Linked DNA regions of Mus musculus: region 2 is linked to region 1. A link is a contact called in public HiChIP or PLAC-seq data. All regions are on one chromosome and are shown on one strand. The core of a region is the stretch at or near the end of the contact, and the rest is flanking DNA. Distances in the headings are between cores, read along the strand shown.

What was found. HiChIP or PLAC-seq counts read pairs in DNA pulled down with a chosen protein or histone mark.
Region 2: an H3K4me3 HiChIP or PLAC-seq map of embryonic basal ganglia shows a contact between it and region 1, with 3 times the contacts expected there. The contact joins two enhancer-like sites. A contact is called at or near these places in 2 of 484 Hi-C or Micro-C datasets (bone marrow-derived macrophages and nephron progenitors) and 7 of 115 datasets of contacts at active chromatin or transcription factors (bone marrow-derived macrophages, embryonic basal ganglia, embryonic forebrain and 4 more).

What each region holds. Positions count from the first base shown.
Region 1 is chr9:61,395,410-61,398,109 of GRCm38.p6, reverse strand. The region is part of intron 6 of Tle3 (transducin-like enhancer of split 3); the gene reads right to left. Among named protein-coding and RNA genes, the nearest start is that of Tle3, 24 kb to the right of the region's middle. Within about 2 kb of position 1,414, at least 18 of the 459 cell types and tissues checked have an H3K27ac peak or open chromatin away from gene starts, as enhancers often do. A contact at or near this core is called in embryonic basal ganglia, where this site is marked.
Region 2 is chr9:61,755,749-61,758,448 of GRCm38.p6, reverse strand. All of the region lies in intron 6 of Gm34828 (a long non-coding RNA gene), which reads left to right. Among named protein-coding and RNA genes, the nearest start is that of Gm34828, 65 kb to the left of the region's middle. Within about 2 kb of position 1,443, at least 35 of the 459 cell types and tissues checked have an H3K27ac peak or open chromatin away from gene starts, as enhancers often do. A contact at or near this core is called in embryonic basal ganglia, where this site is marked.

The DNA.
Region 1 (2,700 bases), core at 165-2,664:
AGTGATTCTCCCTCTTGGCCTTAACCCGCAGCGGGCAGGGCTGAGAAACCCACAACCGAGCACACTCCTGAACATCATCTCTCCATCCTTGGCCATTTCATAACCAAACACAAACACATCATGGCCCCGTGGGGTTTCCTGGGCCCTCCATCCCTGAGTGCCCAGTGCGCACGGTCTGGTACTGGCAGGAATGGCCCACAGCAGAGGCTGATGGGAGAGCTTGCTGGAGGAGCGTGTGTAACGGGATTACACACCTCATGCTTCATGCCTCTGCTGGCTGATTAGATGCTTCGGTTCTTAGGTTCGTAATTTGGGTCAAACTTAGGGGAGTTGTCTAACTGCTTCAATTCTAGAGTCAAACAGGCCAACAGCTAGCTGCATGAGAGGGAGTAGACAGGGTCCTGGGAAGTCAGGTAACTCGACCTCCCAGTCTTCCACACAGCCCAGTAGGTATACCCAAGGCTCCCTTTGCAGCATTGGCCTCTGGGTTTGGCAGCAGTTTTTAGAGGTCACCATGATCTTTGCTATCCCTACTTCAGAGATGGGACAGCCCCAGGGGCCAAGTAACTACACCAAACAACAGAAACCTAAGCCAGGATCCCAACTCAGCAATCCCCTACTTCCCCTCAGTTTCTAAGGAAACAGGCACTAAGGCAGAGCCATCCACCCTTCTATCCCTTCTAAAATTCTACCGCCCAACTCCTGTCCAGCCAGCCATCCTGCTCAGCCATCACCCGGCAGAAGACAGGAAGCCCTGAGAGCGCTTCACAGATCTCTGCACAGTCTGGGACAAATTCCAACTCCAACCTCCCTCCTCCCGTCTCTTCTCCCCTCTTAAGAAAACCACCAAGTCAACACTGCACATACCACCCACTAAATAATTCTCCAGGCAACCCAGACCAAGGAGCCAAGAGTCCACCACCTCCCAGGCCACCACACAATCCTGTATGTACAAAGCTAAGTTCTAAAAAGGAACACCATCTCTAGGCCTATCTTACCCAAAGGGACATGAGTTCCCTAAGGACAAACTGGGAACTAGGGGACAGGGATGGCCAGCAGCCCAGGTCCTTTCACCTATCCTTCTGTTCTCCCACAATATTTCAACCCCGTGACATGCTTCTGGTTACATCCACACTCCTCATATTGCTAGCAGCCCAGCTAAATGGAGACCCCAGACTCCAGCCCTGTGTCAGGAGGCCACGATCAGCCAACTGGAGCAGATGTGCCACTAGAAACCTTTCTATCTGAGAAAATCAAGACTGGAGCACTGCCCCTGCCTGTGCCCTTATCTCAGCAGGGTGGCTCCCCTCTCGCCTCCAGAAGAAAAGGAACAAGGCCCCTCGCTGGAGGGCAGTCAAGCACAGCTCCCCAGTCTGGGTGCCCCAGCTGTCAGCAATTCCTGCCTTGTGAGGCTCTGTCAGGCGCGCAGCGATTAGACGGCTGCCTGCCTAATGACAGGGCGACGGCCGCATTCACTCAGAGCCTGAGAAGCAATTACCTTGAAAATGGGGGTCACAGGCCCCACTCGTGGGCTTTAATTGAATTCCAATATCTGCCTAGGGCCGCCTTGACCTAACTTGTAGCTTCCTAAACGCTACTTAAAGGAGCTGGAGCCAATCCAGCTGCGCTGCTGCCCGATTTTACTTTTTCCTTCAAAAAGAAAAAGAAAAAAAGTATTTTCACATGTGGATTTTAATTCCAAAGAGTAAGAGGTGGGACCAGGCTGTAGCCCCTGCAGCTTGGTGGAAGAACTTGCCCTGAAGACAAGAAGCAGATGAGAAAGACTTCTGAAGACAACCTGGGGCTCAGGCCCCCTTCTAACTCCCTACACCGCCACTGTAGGACACCGGCTATGCTCAGGGATGCTCTCAGGCCGGCCTGACTGCTAATCTCTGTGAAATACTGGTATCAGACTAAACCAGTGGTACTCAACCGGAGAGCCCTGTGCCCATGCAGATACAGGCAACATCTGGAGACATTTGGAGTGCACAGATTGTGTGTGTGTGTGTGTGTGTGTGTGTGTGTATGGGGGAGGGTGCTTTCACACCCAGTAGGTACAGAGCAAGATTGCTGCTGCTGAATATACAAAACTGTACACGGCAACAAAGAATTATCTGACCCCCAAGTTTCAACAGTGTCAGGCTCTTTGTTCCAATAAATGTCCCACACATGTCCCACCCCTGTTCTCAAGAAACCCTAAATAAACTCAGTGAAAGGGAGACTTGGGGGAAGAAGGGACCCAGAAGAAGCAGAGAATAAAAGTGGACAATGGGGCGGGGAGGGCACTGAGGTGGGTCAGAACGTGAAAATACTTCCCGCCAAGCTTGACATTTTGAGTTTGATTATGGGGTCCGGCGTGGTGGGAGGAGAGAACGGCTCATATGTATCATCCTTTTCCAGCACATACATGTGCTCTGTAACACATATGACCACACATAAGTTCAATAAAAGAAATGTAAAACAATACTCTTTCAGAAGGGGGTAGTGGGTGTAGGGGTGGATAGGATCAAACTACACTGTATGTATGACAAAATTTTCAGAAAGCAAATTAAAAAAAATATTTCCTAAAGAGAACCCTGAGCTGGATGATCACCGGAGATACTTCAAGCTTTAGAATATCAGGGTTTCTCTCCCCAGAGTGCTGCCTCCCAGCACCAAGCTTCTTGCCCTTCCCCCACACAGGCTGGGTTTACTCTACCC
Region 2 (2,700 bases), core at 194-2,693, 360 kb before region 1:
CGTCTTTCCTAGGGAGGCAGAATCCAGTGTGGGGAGGGACAGCAGTGAGTAGAAATGATGCCCACTTCACCTCTTTGTCCTTGGTATATGGGCTGTGGGAGCAAAGCTGGGTTCTCTTGGGTGGGGCAGGGAAGCCAGACACTGGTTAGGACAGAGTTCAGATACACATCTGGAATATGGGCATAGCTGGTGATCATGCCTGGGTGCCTCTCCTCTCCTCTCCTCTCCTCTCCTCTCCTCTCCTCTCCTCTCCTCCCCTCCCCTCCCCTCCCCTCTTCTCTTTTCCCCTCCCCTCCTCTCCCCTTCCCTTTGTGTGTGTGTGTGTTCCTGTACATGTGTGAGTGGAGGCCAGAAGTCAACCTTAAATGTCATTCCTCAGGATGACTTCTGCTTCTTTGAGACAGGGTCTCTCAGTGGGGTGGAGCTTGCTGACTCAGCAAGACTAGTGAGTCCCAGAGATTAATTCACAAGCCTGTGCTACCACACCTGGTTCTGGGAATCGAACTCAGGTCCTCATGCTTGCAAGATAAGTCCTTCCCTGATGGAGTCATATGCCACTCACGCTTCTCTCTGCCTCCTGTCTCTGCAGAGTGACACTTGGCTTCCTTGTTTGCCTCTCTGAACGCCCCCCCCACCACCACCACCACCATGCCCCAGGTTCTACTCTGGACTTCTCTAGCTTACTTAGGCATTCTGAGAGCAGAGATGGCGGCGTTAACCTAGCTAGCTCATGCCAGTGGGGTGTGGCTCAAGATGGTTCACTGGTAACCTCACCCCCACCCTTAATTCTTCATTGAAACGAGATATTGGCTCAATAACAAATGTGCCTGACCACAAGGGCTCCGAGGATAGCGGTTGCCACTGACCGGGTGCTTGCTCCTTGCTGGCTGAGACCTGTATTTATGTCATTTCACACCTTTGCCCTCTCCCCGACAGGATTTTTCCCTTTTAATTTTAGAGATTAAAAACTGAAACTCAGAGATGTTAAGTGACTCAACAAAATTCTCACAGCTTGGGAGCGGCGAAGCTAGGATTAGAACCCAGAAGGCTTTGACTTCAAAGTCTACCTCTTGCCAGGAGTCTTATCTCTGAGAAGTCCATCCCTGACTGGGTACCAGATTGCAGACCAGGACAAATAGACTCCTTGGGTGGTCTCACTGGCAGAGGTGGCTGGGTGGGTTGCTCCCCCCCTCTTTAGCTTCTCTGGCTGGGGCAGGCCTGCATGCACAGCAACGGTCTCCAGGCAGCAATAGGATGAATAACTGATGGTGATTAGCTAAATCATAACATCGCTCATGCCACGCATAAGCGATGAGACAACCGGTGCCAGGCCTCGATGAGCGGCAGCGGGCACCCCCGCGTCGCCGCCATCCTGTCCCCCTTCCCGCCCCCCAGCCTGGAGAAGCCACCGCGGCGCCCGATGCCGCCCTGTGTTATCAGGCACATGAAGTGCCGCTTCAATGAATATAGATTGACCTTATTATAGCAGCCGGCTGCTGGTGCCAGGCGCAGCCAGGCATACTTTGCACAAATTAAAGGTGTCAGCATGTAATTTACGGTTCATGGAGGAGGAGAAGGGCTGGTGGGGGTGGGGGAGGCGCCAAGGTGGGTAGGAAGGAAGGTGGGCTGCGGTGGGGCTGGCACAGGGGCTCTCACACACTAATGACAGGAGGTGCAGCGGAGGTGTCATTTCCATCCCTGGCTTTGCTCATTTTCCCTATTCATCGCTCAAAGGTGGGGCTGCCCCCTCCTCGAAGTCCCCCCCCCCACCTCCGCACCGTGTGCATGTGTGTGTATTTTGCAGCTAAATTACTGGTTTTACCTGAAGAGCGTAAAGTAGGTGTGCTAATTTACGGCTTGGCAGATAAAGCCTCAGTATGGGGAGCTGTCTGGGAGGCCTGTAATACGACATCATTTGACTAACACACCCCAGAGCGACTTGACATCTCAGAGTTGGGCCTGTGATTAAAGTTGTGGCTTTCTTCGCCTCCCTCTCCCTTCTCCGACACGGAGAACAGATTAAACTCTAAGTAATAGATCTCGGGTTTCTTGCCATCCCACTGATATACACAGTACACAGTTTGACACAAAGAGTAAGTTATAGATCACAAACAACAGCCTCTGCCCTTCACCGCCCAGAATTAATTTCCCATTTGCTGAGCTTCCCTGTTCTGCAGGCCCATTTCCTGGTGAGCAGGGCCGGCTCCCCTCCTGCAATGGCAGGGGATACAAATGGATAGGGACACTTAGCTCTGGACAGGTAGCGTGACCCTAGAGGCTTTCAGACAGGATAGCTGAAGGGAAGAAGTGACTTCCTAGTGTCATCTCCTGTGTTTGGGTGGCTGGGTGGGGGTGCTCAGCTGGGGCTTCTGATTGACAGCTCTGGACCCTAGATGTGGATGGGGTCATGCTAAGGGGGAAGAAGGCAGAGGGGCTAGACAATGCCCTGAATGCCCCCAAGTTGCCATGTAAAACTGTCTCCTCCACCCCATCTGGGTCATGCTTAGAGGTCACTGATGCCTTCATTGGTCCCCAGGCTTGGCTAGTGTGGGTACCAGCAGGAGATGGGAGGACAGAGCTCTCTCAGATCTTTTCTGCTTCTCCTGAGTGATACCCCACCCTAGGAAGAACTGCTCCTCAGACGTGGGAGGGGACAGTCCCAGAACCAGCTCCTGTACCCCCTAGGACAACAGCTGGCAG